Linked DNA regions of Mus musculus: all the other regions are linked to region 3. The links are chromatin contacts, called in public Hi-C maps. All regions are on one chromosome and are shown on one strand. The core of a region is the stretch at or near the end of the contact, and the rest is flanking DNA. Distances in the headings are between cores, read along the strand shown. Region 1 holds the start of Pot1a (protection of telomeres 1A). Region 2 holds the start of Lsm8 (LSM8 homolog, U6 small nuclear RNA associated). Region 3 holds the start of Ing3 (inhibitor of growth family, member 3). Region 4 holds the start of Capza2 (capping protein (actin filament) muscle Z-line, alpha 2).

The links. Hi-C and Micro-C count contacts between places; a contact is called where the count stands out from the background.
Region 1: a contact with region 3 is called in a Hi-C map of rod photoreceptor, with 6 times the contacts expected there. The contact joins the promoter of Pot1a here to the promoter of Ing3 in region 3. A contact is called at or near these places in 1 of 39 promoter capture datasets (pre-B cells) and 3 of 484 Hi-C or Micro-C datasets (CD4 T cells, CD8 T cells and rod photoreceptor).
Region 2: a Hi-C map of CD4 T cells shows a contact between it and region 3, with 9 times the contacts expected there. The contact joins the promoter of Lsm8 here to the promoter of Ing3 in region 3. A contact is called at or near these places in 2 of 39 promoter capture datasets (cranial neural crest and pre-B cells) and 1 of 484 Hi-C or Micro-C datasets (CD4 T cells).
Region 4: a contact with region 3 is called in a Hi-C map of CD8 T cells, with 4 times the contacts expected there. The contact joins the promoter of Capza2 here to the promoter of Ing3 in region 3. A contact is called at or near these places in 2 of 39 promoter capture datasets (frontonasal cranial neural crest and pre-B cells) and 4 of 484 Hi-C or Micro-C datasets (CD4 T cells, CD8 T cells and rod photoreceptor).

Annotation. Positions count from the first base shown.
Region 1 is chr6:25,807,906-25,810,766 of GRCm38.p6, forward strand. Pot1a (protection of telomeres 1A) reads right to left here and starts at 1,313. Exons shown (of 18, transcript NM_133931.5): 1 at 1,270-1,313.
Region 2 is chr6:18,847,374-18,850,420 of GRCm38.p6, forward strand. Lsm8 (LSM8 homolog, U6 small nuclear RNA associated) reads left to right here and starts at 1,262. Exons shown (of 4, transcript NM_133939.1): 1 at 1,262-1,390; 2 at 2,253-2,293. The coding sequence starts at 1,360.
Region 3 is chr6:21,948,135-21,951,090 of GRCm38.p6, forward strand. It overlaps Ing3 (inhibitor of growth family, member 3), which reads left to right and starts at 1,481. Exons shown (of 12, transcript NM_023626.4): 1 at 1,481-1,659; 2 at 1,904-1,975. The coding sequence starts at 1,632.
Region 4 is chr6:17,635,394-17,638,386 of GRCm38.p6, forward strand. Capza2 (capping protein (actin filament) muscle Z-line, alpha 2) reads left to right here and starts at 1,617. Exons shown (of 10, transcript NM_007604.3): 1 at 1,617-1,767. The coding sequence starts at 1,729.

The sequences.
Region 1 (2,861 bases), core at 63-2,562, 3.9 Mb after region 3:
AACCTTTCTGAAATACAGCACCTTTGTCTATATAGGTAAGCTATAAAGCATCAATGTCACAAGTCTTTGTGATAATTAAACAAACTAACATACACACAACACCAAAATGCCATACAACAGAAAAAAAATACTAAATTGTACTGTTCACTTAGCATTAAATGACTATTTTTTCCTAACCTTTCTATCACTAATTCAAATCTTTATCAACTCTTACATTCATTGCTGTCCTTACCTAATTGGATTTTCTCCCTTTAAGCTTTCTATATCCTATATATTCTTTGTACAGGAGGCAGAGGAGGTTCCTCTATATGTCTTTCTCCTGCTAACATCTAGTATGAAATTAACAGTTTTACAACAGCATCCAAATTCTTCAGCATACACGACTGTCAAAAAGGTTAAATACACTGTGTCACACTGAAAGTCTCAGTTTTAATTTCTTAATCTAACATATGAAACCAAAAAGCTATCTCATGTTCACATATCATACTGCTACACATTACTAATTGGAATTAATAATGGTCAGATATATTTATCTTGGACCTTAGAAACGTTTTCCATTGTATCATAAAATAATATGCTCGTTATGTGACTGCTGGAAAACTGTAAACTGATATATTCAGTCTCAGTTGTAACTGTAAAAATAAAAACCAATCTCTTACAAAGATACGAAATATAAAGTATGGGTATTCCTTCTCGGAGGAAAATGTTTTCTGAGTTAACAACCTTCTTAGCTGGATTTCCACTTAGCTTTTGTATTTAAAAAACTTCTAAGATTTTAGATGTTACAATTTCACCAACTTCACCTTGGTATCTTAAAATGTTGGACGTGGGGGCGGGAGATAAGCACGGGTTTTATTCTTTAACCCCTTTGTCAATGAAAATATTGTGTACGCACACTGTACCAAAAAGCTTCCTGATTTCAAAACTGGCATTGGTTGCCTCCTCCCTCAAACTCGTAAATATCCTAAGAGAAACTTGCAATTGATGTTAATCTGTGAACTCTAGGTTGAAACTTCTCAAACTCCTTGCCTGGGCTACTCAATAGCATCGCTGCTTAACGAATAGAGACCAACCGTCCCCAAAACACTCAGCAGCATGAGGGAGGACTTGGATCTGTTCACGTCTCTTCCCGATAGGGATCGGTCAACACTAACAGTACGTGTAACAGCATTTCTGCAAATCTGCACCAAATTTTGCAGTGAAGAGTCCTCGTTATATTTACCCAGGGTCGGCCCGCAGCGAAACCCAAACCTCCCCAAATTCACTCACCAGCAAAACCCGCGGACAACTAAAGTCTGGACCTAGGCGCCTGTGACGTCATGCACGCGCGCGGGCGCGAGCAGCTTAGTTCACGCATGCGTACTCCGCTAGAATTGCAGTGTGGCTGGCCGGGAACTCCCGGGTAAACAAGAAGAGGAAGAAGAGGGCGGAGCCACAGCAAGCTGTGTCTCAGCCACCAAGGCTGCTTGCCCCTCCGCTCCTTGGCTCACGCGGATTTCCGGTTGCCCAAAGGAGACAATCCCCAGCCTGCAGGGCGAGCCGGACCAGTTTAGGATCAGCCATTAAAGGCTAGCCACACAATCCAAAATAAGAGTCTTAAATCCTGTAGCAAGTGAGAACTCTATTCTAAACCAGGCTGGTTCCAGATTCCATTCTGTCGACTGGAAGCCCCTGACGCTAAAGCTTTTATTCTAAGTTAAACATTCAAATACGACTTTTCCAAGGCTATAAATACATGATGGTGATGATGTTATTTGTTTTATAGCACTTTGGTGACATCTGGGGTATTTTCAGGTAAACTGAAGAACCTTGCCATTATTTTCTAAAGCTTTCTTCTCTTTCCCCACTCCCCGTGTTCATAAAATATAAGTGAACCAGGAATAACAACTAAAGTGGAATTCAAGGACTGCCCATTAGAGGAGTATAATAAGGCCCAGATCCATACTGTTAGTCACTTCACACAGTTGTGAAATACTATTTATCCGCTAAGTTTAGCCACTGTATGGATTTTGGATCCTGTGCACTTTGGTTGAGAGCAGGGAACCGGAAGATTCTTCTAACTCCAGCTGAGGTCCTGGAGGCAGCAACTTTGGCAATAAGCAAGCAGGGAATCAGAGAAATTAACAAGAACCATCAACCAAACTGGTGACATACTGGTCAAGAGAACCGTTATTGCTGGTGATAGCTTCATTATAATAACGGGTTAACATTCTTCGGGAGTGGGAGGAACAAACATAAGCATACTTTGAAGCTTATTTCAAGTGGCTTGTGAACAAAGTCCCCCTTTCCCAGGAAGAACAACCCTTTTTCTGAGTGAAATGCACAATTGTTGTTTTACGAATTCCCGGTCTGTTAAATAAGCTGCTGTACTTGTGTTTTTCACAAAGCGTTGCTTTCGCTTCAGAATTAATCCCCCATCTGATCTGTGTCTGACTTCAGACAAAGCCTATACCCAGTTGGTGCCACATTCACTTCCACCACAGTCAAATCCCGTCTATCCTCCTAGTGCATGGTCATGTTCTCCTCATTACTTTCTCTCAGTATTTAAACACATTCTTCTACATTTGAAGTTTACTAGGAGCAGGGATAACGGTTCTATTTTACAGCCAAGACTGTATATAATGGCTGCTAGCTTTAGGAGCTAAATATTCATTGGATGAACAATACTCCAGGGAAAAACATGTTTCTTTTCTTACCTTTAACATCAGCCTTTCCATCCTTCCCAAACCCCCAGCTGATTACATGGAAATGTTCCTTAACTAAAACAGGAATACTCTGTGTTGCTAAGCCAAAAGGAGATACTTAGTCTCAAGAAGTTTTTTACTAAGTCCAAAAGCACTGTGGTTTTATTGTCAAAATTT
Region 2 (3,047 bases), core at 12-2,511, 3.1 Mb before region 3:
GGACGTCTCCCAGGGTGAACGGACGGTGGACACCTGGACACGTCTATCCTTATCCACCCCGCACTCCCTCTCGGAGTGCGGTCTCACTGAGCATCCGCAAAACTGAAACTGCGATCGCACCAAACTTAGAAACAGAACACAGACATCAGAACACAGACATCAGACCAAAGCAGAACAAAGAATCTTACCTCTAAGTGGGTCTAGGACCTCTGGGTGGTCGCGCTGTTTCCCGGCCAATGCACCAAATGAAAGACCCTCGAAGGGAGACCCTCCCTCAGACACTTAAGTCCCGGGACAGCCGCGTACCCAAGAAGACACTGAGACCATACATAAAATGTAGAAGGTAAGATTTAATAAAGTAGCAACAACATGAAAGCACACAGACCAGAGCTCTGGGGTCGAAATAAAGCAGCAACAGAAAGCACACAGAGCTCTGGGGTCGAAACTCATACACCTTTGCACAGGGTAGAGGAGTCTCGACGGTCAGCCAAAATTTTTCACAGGCTTATATAGTAAAACTCAAAGGGGGAGAACTGGGCAGGGAAAGTACAAGTTTACATCACTAGGGAGTTCTGCCAAAGGAATCTATGTAACTAAGGAGTCATGTCCTATCAAGGAACCTACGTAACTAAGGAGTACCTGGTTCATTTTGAGGTTGTTCCAGGAAGCCTTTATCTCAAAAATGTTTTCTAGATGGGAGGGGGTGGGCTCCGAGGTAAAAAGTTCATGTTCTTACAAGAGGCCAGTAATTTTTCATTCTTCAACACTAACATTCTGTATACAGTTGGATTCTCCGAAAATGCACATCATGGAGCTACAATATGCTCCCTTTGTACTGGGCTATTTGGCTTTTTAAACTTTTCTGGCTCACGCGTGAGAAAGCTAGAACTCCCTCCACCCTGCATCTATGTCGCCTATGAGAACAAAGAATCTCTCTCCTTCAGTAGCCAATGCTACCATCTTCATGTCGTGTGTCTTCCGGCAGAAAGTGTCTTCCCACACTACCTTTAGTAACTACCACAGTGTCTTCCCGTCCGCTAGAGCCTCCTTCCAGGCTCTCCTTCCAGCCCACCTTCAGTGACCTCTCCATAAACTGCCTGTCCCCGCCTTGGTCTCGGCGTGCGAGCGCCGCCCAGAAGCCCGGCGGAAACACACTGCGCATGCCCACTAGTCAGCCCCGCCCGGCTTCCTGTTTGGCCGGCTCCTTTCCGTCCCTGATTCGTCGCCGCTGAGGCCTCAGAGTCTCGCGGTCTTTGCGTTCGCCAGCGGGCGCGAAGCTGTCCGGGTTTCTGTCGGGCGGTGTTTTGTCTCCTCGTTGCCGAGCCCTCGCAGATTCCCGGGACCTCCGGGCCCAGCAGCATGACGTCTGCTTTGGAGAACTACATCAACCGTATCCTCCGGCGGGCTGCTGCGACCGCTCAGGCGGCGGCGGGGGCGGGAGGGAGCACGGGAGGCCCGGAGTGGTGGGCGGTGGGCGGAGGACCCGGGGTCGGGGTTCGTGGAGGGAGCTCCCGGCCGGCCTCGGGGCTTTTTGCACCCACAGCACAGATCTCGGTGTAGTTCGAACTTCTCTGCACACGGCCTTTGATCGTGTGTCCCAACATCCGGAATAAGATGCACTGTTTTCCTAAGAACTCTGCGTTTGCAGGTCCCCCAAGCAGAGATAGCATACAACAGATAGATGCTTCTCAGATTTGGGCTTCAGGTCCCATACCTCTGCTTGAAATCTTGTCATGGTGTTTAGAGAGTGGCGAGTAGCTTTTAAAAGCCCGGTTGAATTTTTTAAGTTAGAATTGCTGTTCTAAAGTCGGGGCAAAACCTAAGACACATAGTTAAATACAGAGAGCTTTTAATGATACAAGAATTATTGGTACTTGATGGCATTAATTATGACAGAGTCTTGGATGAGAAGGTCCTTTACTTGCATAAAGTAATTCAACATTAATTAGCACTCACCTAGTTTTTATTTTAAAGCTTAAGAAATGAGTCTGCCTGACTCAGTGTCATAGGTTGGAAACACTGCTGTTTAAACCAGAGTCAAGCGGTCACATACCCTTCTCCCATGTGATGAACTGTTTTCGAGGTACAATTGAAACAAGTTTAAAAACTTCAGTTTTCTCCCTCAAGAGCAGTGGCAGTGTGGAATCTTGATTCTGTCTCTTCTTTCCTTTTTAAGTAATTGGAACTCTTTCCAGGCTGAAAGTTTTCAGGTTGTATTCTTTAAGAAATACGTTCCTTGACTCGGTTCTCAGGGACTGTGGCTGTTATTACTTCTGATGGCAGAATGATTGTGGTGAGTGACATTTCCGTTTTTCTCTTTCCTTAGGCTTATTGATTGCAAATTTGAGGTAACATTTCTGGCCTAGTGTTCAGGCACCACAGCACACCTAGTTCACTGCTCTTATGATTCACCCATTGATTCATCCATTTAACCTTAGTCTCTTGGCTACCTGTACAGATTCTCTAATCAACCTTGAAGGCCTCTGATCTGAAATGGAGAGCTGTGCAATAGCTGATTGGTTTTCTTCTTGTGTCTCTTCCTTATGCCATTAGAGACCTTAAACGATTTACATATTATGTGTATGCCCCAATAAATTGCTTATCGACGAGGTGATTTAATCTGAGAAGTGTGTCTTCAGTGATTTCATTGTTCTTCCAAAAATAATAAATGGTTTTGGAAACTTCAAGTTAGCTATGACTTCACTGGTGGTACAATCTTTGGGACCATTGCCTTGTCTATCATCTTTGATTGAAATATTTCCTGTATGAAATTTAATCCCATGTTATCCCATTCTGTGATTTTTTTTTTAAGATTTATTTTTGCTCATGTTTGTTCATGTATGTTTGTGTGAATATCTGCTGTATGTGTGGGGGTACACTACACAAGAAGGCCAGAAGAACTAGAGTTGCAGGTCTTTGTGAGCCACAATGTATGGGTGCTTTGGAGATCAGTATGTACTCTTAACCACTGAGCCATCAGAGCTCCTTAATTTTATTAATCCTTTTATTGTTTTTCATAGGCCATACCAGTCAAAGTGACAAAGACT
Region 3 (2,956 bases), core at 231-2,730:
CATAACTTAATTTGACCCTAAGTTTGATGGTGTCTTGCAGCAAAGTTGCAGAGTCAAATGCTAATATTCTCTAGCAAAACTCGATTTTAACTCCAGCAGTGAAATTTCTCTATATTTATAACCCTGGAAAAGTGAATTCAGAGTTAAAAACCCCAACACAGATGAAATTAGGCACTGTAAACAAACGTGGCTGCTTTTGAACAAAGAGCACAAACAGATAAATAGTTTTAGTACAAAATTTAAATTAAACAGGTGTAGACTAAATATATTTAACATTCAAGTAATAAGAAAATGGCTTTAAAAGAAGACAAAAGAGAATACAAGTATGTCATTGTAAATAAAATTGTAACATAAAAATATTGAGTAGTGAATAAAATGTGTCATACTGATTTATTTTCTTTTGTATGAGAAAGGGTCTTCCATAATCTGGGTTGGCTTCTAATTGCCTATGTTGCCAAAGCTCACACTCCTAATCCTCCTGTCTCAATTCTCCCACTTAGGGGATTACAGGTGTGTGGTGTTATAATCCACCAGATAGTCTAAGAAGGGATCATTTTCCCCAAAACACAGAAGCATTTAGTGTACGAATTTTTATGAAAGGCATTTTTAAGATAGAAACGGGGCGGTGATACACTTGTTATACCACCAGTGAACATTTGCTAGGGTTATTAAAAAAGCCTGCCCAGAACTATAAACATTAACCCAGCTACTTACCCAACATAAATTTAAATCATTGTTAGTATATGCCAGCAATGCATTAAATCACTATAATTTATGGTTGGTTGTTATTTATTCATCTATTTATTTACTTTATTGCGGATGCATTTGAACAGTTGTTTTACAATGAACACAAGATACACCGCAAAACATAACTGGCTACTGAATACTATTTTGGGTGTCTTTTAATTTGGGAAATGCACATTCGCTCCAGTCTCACTATAAATTATCTTAACGTTGCAGGGACACCAATCACTTGTCCCATTTATTTATCAGGAGTGAATAATGAAGATAAATTCCAGCAGCGAGTTCTGTTCTAAACAACCTGAATTTTCCGAACTTAGCCGATTATTCTAGCGTTTGGAATCTTTGCTATTTGCCTAGCACAGCCAGAAATCCATGACTCACAAACGGCGGGCTTAGAATCACCGCCCAGAACAGGTGAAAAGTTGTTCCTAGTTGTGTCAGGCAGGCGCATACAACTCCCGTCATCCCCCATGTAAGAAATCAACAAATAAACAGAGGCACCGCATTTCGGATTCTGGCGTGCCCGTTTCGCGCAGGCGTGTGGTTTCTGTAGTTGCCACTCCAAGAGACACCCTCACTAATGGCCACGCTCGGGGAAAAAGAAGACTACATTTCCCAGAATACCGCGGAGATCCGCACCGGCCGGTTGACGTCATCGCTGCAGACAGCCAATAGCAACGGCGGGCGGCAGTGAGGCAAGCGCCGTCAGGCGCCAAAGTGGAGCCTTTTTTTTTTTCCTTTGCTTTTTTTTTTTTTTTTTTCCTTTGCCGGAGTCGAGCGGGTGCTGCTAGCGGAGGCGCCATATTGGAAGGGACAAAACTCCGGCGACAGCGAGTGACACAAATAAACCCCTGGACCCGTTCGTCCCCGCAACAGTCAGGGCCGCGATGTTGTACCTAGAGGACTATTTGGAAAGTGAGTGCGCGGCGCCGGCGACGCGGCGGGCGGGATCGGCGGCGGGCGGGAGCGCGAGTGGCCGGGCGGGCGGGATGGCGGGAGGGAGGGGGAGCGGGGGATGTTTCTTTCTCACGGTAACTGGCAGCCTCGTTGTGAGCCGCCCCCCCTCCCGTACGCACGCACGCACGCACGCACACACGCGTGACGCCAGCGCGTCCCTTCGCCGTTGGCCCCGCCCTCTGACGGACTGTGCCTTTGACAGTGATTGAGCAGCTTCCGATGGACCTACGGGACCGCTTCACGGAGATGCGCGAGATGGATCTGCAGGTGCAGAGTAAGTGGCGCGTCTCCACGGCCCCGCGCAGCCCCGGCCTCCCTCGGGCATCGCCTGGCGGGTCCTCCGCGCTACTTTTTTCAGGCTGTGACAAGGAGGCGGCGGGCACACCGTACCGTTAACACGCGGGGCACAGCAAACACAGTTGTTTGTGTACTGCATGGAGATGACGACACTGCACCGCAGTGGAAACTCGCGTGATTTTCAGAAGGTTTGCACCCGAGCCTGGATGTGGAAACTTGGAGTTCTGCATTCAGACTTAAAAGTTCATTACATTCCGAATTTCTCCAGAGCAAAGACATAGAAGGGCAGGCTAGGGACCCTAGTGAACTCGGAAGGCCGAACTTTGACAAGTTGCATATTAATGGAAGACACTTAGAGCTGTGAACAGCGTGGACACTTTCTCAGCCAGAAATGAGTGAGAGAGATCAGATTTTAAGGAAATCACCCGCTTGCTCTTTAGAAAACTGTAGACGTTTGATAGGCTTCCCTACTGGTTTCTTGTTTTGTAAACACAACCACGTCATTCAGGCTGGTCTCACACTCAATATGTATAATAATCCTAGGCTTGCTCTAATCTCCTCATCTTCCTGCTTCTGTCTGCCTAGTGCTTGGCTTTTCAGGCATTGCTAGCATTGATTTTTTTTTCTGTCAGTGCTTGGCAGCTTTATATGTGACTTATTTCCAAAATGAACCTTGTTCTTTTGAAAAAGCCAGACTGGAAGAGGCTCAAAGGTAACTTGAGTTTGCTAAGGGCTTGTTCTCTTCATTCATGAGCCTCTGCCGCCCCTGCCCCTCATTTCTGTACCTTTTGTCCCTGACTGTACTTTTCTCATCTCAGTCTCTGGGTCATCTCTTGGGGTGCATTGCCCAATAGCCTCTCATAAATCTGTGACTGGAATAGGTGTGCTTTTTCTCTTTGACTTTAAGGTAGTTGCAGTAGTAAACACCTGCCGAAGCACATTCCAGAGGGATTGAGTA
Region 4 (2,993 bases), core at 367-2,866, 4.3 Mb before region 3:
GAGAAGGCACCTCCATTAAGTTTTATTCTGTGGAGAAAGGGAGAAAGTTCTGACAGTGGAAAGAATGTGGGATGTTGAACAAAATGCCTAGGATTCAGTCGTATTCGAGCTATGTAGCATTGGATAAATTCCTGAGCTTTGGTTTGGACGAACAGTAATACTTACACTTACAATGGCAGGGAGCAATAAATAAAGCAAGGATTTAGGAACTATAAAAGAGGGAACTGATATTGACTTGTAGCTCCTGAGGGGTTTGGTCAGACACTGTTCTTTGTTAACTTGCATGCTGTCTCCACGGGTTTGTCTTCAACTGGACACTTTCAGTTCCCGCACATGTCAGCTTCCTCTTCCTGCTCTCTGCAAACGAACACTTTAGTAAGTCACTTAATGATAGTGTTCTTGGACCCAGATAGCTATTTGAGCTCTTTAGGGTCCTCTTACCTGTCATTTACACACAGCTGTCAGATTGACACCGCTGAGCATGTTCGGTTCATGTCGTGACACTGTCCAAATGCCCTCAAGAGCTTCTCACTTTCTAATTATTGAAGTCTTAACTACTAACTAAACTCTTAGTCCTTGGTAAAAACAAAGTGTGGTTTTCAGACGAGTAGCACTCCTCCTTCCTGGGAGCTTGTAAGAAATATAGATTCTCTGGTTTGCTCAGGCCTGCTGAACTAGCAACTCAATTTTATCAACATTTCCAGCTGCTTCCTGTGTCAGCTTTGACTTCAACCTTCCACCCCCCCCCCTTTTCTTTAACTTGAAGCTTCAGTAGTAGAGTTGCCAGATTTAGCAAATAAAAGTAGGAGACATCCAGTAAAATTTGAAAATAATAAATAATGGTTTTAGAATGCTTTAAATCCTTCATGGGACATTTACCTTAAAAATTGGTTGTATGAAATTGAAATTTCTACTGGATGACCTGTAAGTAGTTTGGACAGCCAGTTCATGAGGGTACAGATCCAAGGCTAACTTAACTTTTTTTTCTTTTTTTTTTACTTTCCAGGAGTACAATGCCTTCCCTAACTCAATGTCTAATTAATAGAGGTGAGCTTAAGAGCATTTTCTTTGGGATTTTTGTTTGTTTGGGTTTTTAAATCTACATTTCTTATTCCTAAGAACTAGCAAAATAGTCTTCCTATCATAAAAGACCAATAAATGTTTTTCGGATGAATAAATGAATATATCAAAAGTAATCTTTCAATTATGGACTGGATTGTGTGTGCCTATTTCAATTAAAACAGTATTTTTCCTAATACTTAAAAATGTTTTAAATTGGTACAGCTTTTCACATTTTAGCTGGCAGCGTTCAGGACTTGGTGGGAACAAAGTCATGGGCTCAGAATGTACTCATCGCCAACCGGGTCCATATGGTCATCGTTGACTAGAGAAGGCACCAGACAGAGCAGGATGACAGAAGATAACCATAGCAATCCCACTTTGGAGGCGCTGCGCACGCGCACAGCGGCGCTCAGGCCGGCGCTCAGGGGGAGGGAGGCGGAGCTCCGGGGGCGCGTGCGCGGCGGCCTAGGCTGAGGAGGCGGAGCTCCCAGGCGTGTGCGCAGTGGCTCGGCTCCCGGGAGGCGGAGCTCCGGGGCGCGTGCGCGGCGGCCTGGGCGGCGGGGCCCCTCCCTTGGCGGGGGCGCGCGGCGCGGAAGACCGCTCGGAAAGGGGGAAGTCAGGTGGCCGCTGCTGCCACCAGCGCCACGGTCTGTCGCCAGAAGGAAGATGGCGGATCTGGAGGAGCAGTTGTCCGATGAGGAGAAGGTAGGTGCCGCGGCGGTGAGGAGCCGGGCGGGCGGGAGGGCGGGAGAGGTGAGTGCCGAGGCGCGAGGGCCGGAGTCTGACCCCGGGCGGGCTCCGGTGGTGGGCCGCACGCCTGCGCTTCCCGAGCGGGGTGCTGCCCGGGCTCCCCGAGGCCGGGCCCCTCCGCTCCTTGTAGGGTGTGTGCTCCGAAAATAGGAAGCGGAGCCCGGCGGCCGCGGGCGGGAGCGGGGGCGGCGGGACCCGGCCCTGGGGGTCCGGGCTCGGGAGCGGCCGACGGCGGAGCGGCGCCGCCTGGCCTGGGGCTTTCGCCGTGAGGCGGGCGGGCGGGGAAGACGGCATAGCCGACCCTCACTTTTTCCTGCAGTTTCTCCTCCCCAACGCGAAGTGCTTCCTGGTTCCCCAGGGTGTTTCCTTCCCTCCGGAGGTCGCCGTCTCCACATCCCGCCCCTTCCCCCCCACCCCCCGCCATCTATTTCTTTTATTAATATTGTCATTACCTTTTTTTTTTTTTTAATTGCTGCTCCCATGTTCCCCGGAAGGCAGTATTGTTCACAAAGACACCCCTCCCTCCCATAGTTATTTTCTGCCCAACTTGGCTGCTTCCCCCTCTTGGGGCAGATTTGGTGACATCCCATCTTCCTGATAGGACCAACTCTGAAGAGGGCGAGCGGGTGCAACTCCTTTTACTGTGTGTTAAATGCTGTGACAGCATTAGGACCAAATGCACGACTCAAGTTCTCACATTTGTGATACGAAATCTGATCATTGAACTAAGGCTCTTGCCCATTTTCTTTGGCGACTGAGGAGACCGCGTACCAAGGGGCAAGTAGTGTGAGGGGGAACGCCATACGTTTTGAGTATTTTCTGGAAAAGACCGGGACGTTTTTTTCAAACTTAGACTTAACTGACATATGAGTGTGCTGCCCTTTGGAAATGTCTGATCTTAGCTTGTTTTTAAGTTCCAAATGAAGTACACCCATGTGGGAAACAGAACTCAGTTCTAGTAGGGTGTTAGAGAAACACTAAGGATATTTTCAGTTGGGACCCTCTCCTTTTATACTGCACCAGAATTAGTGTTCTCTTTCTCTTTGGTTGTTCAGAACTCAGCCTCTTTTATGGTTTTGGAAGTGTTCTGGCTTTCTCGTTTGTGCCCTTGGATGAAATGGTGATAACTTAACAAAATGGGGACAAGCATACCTTACTTTAATTCACAGAATTAGACCCTA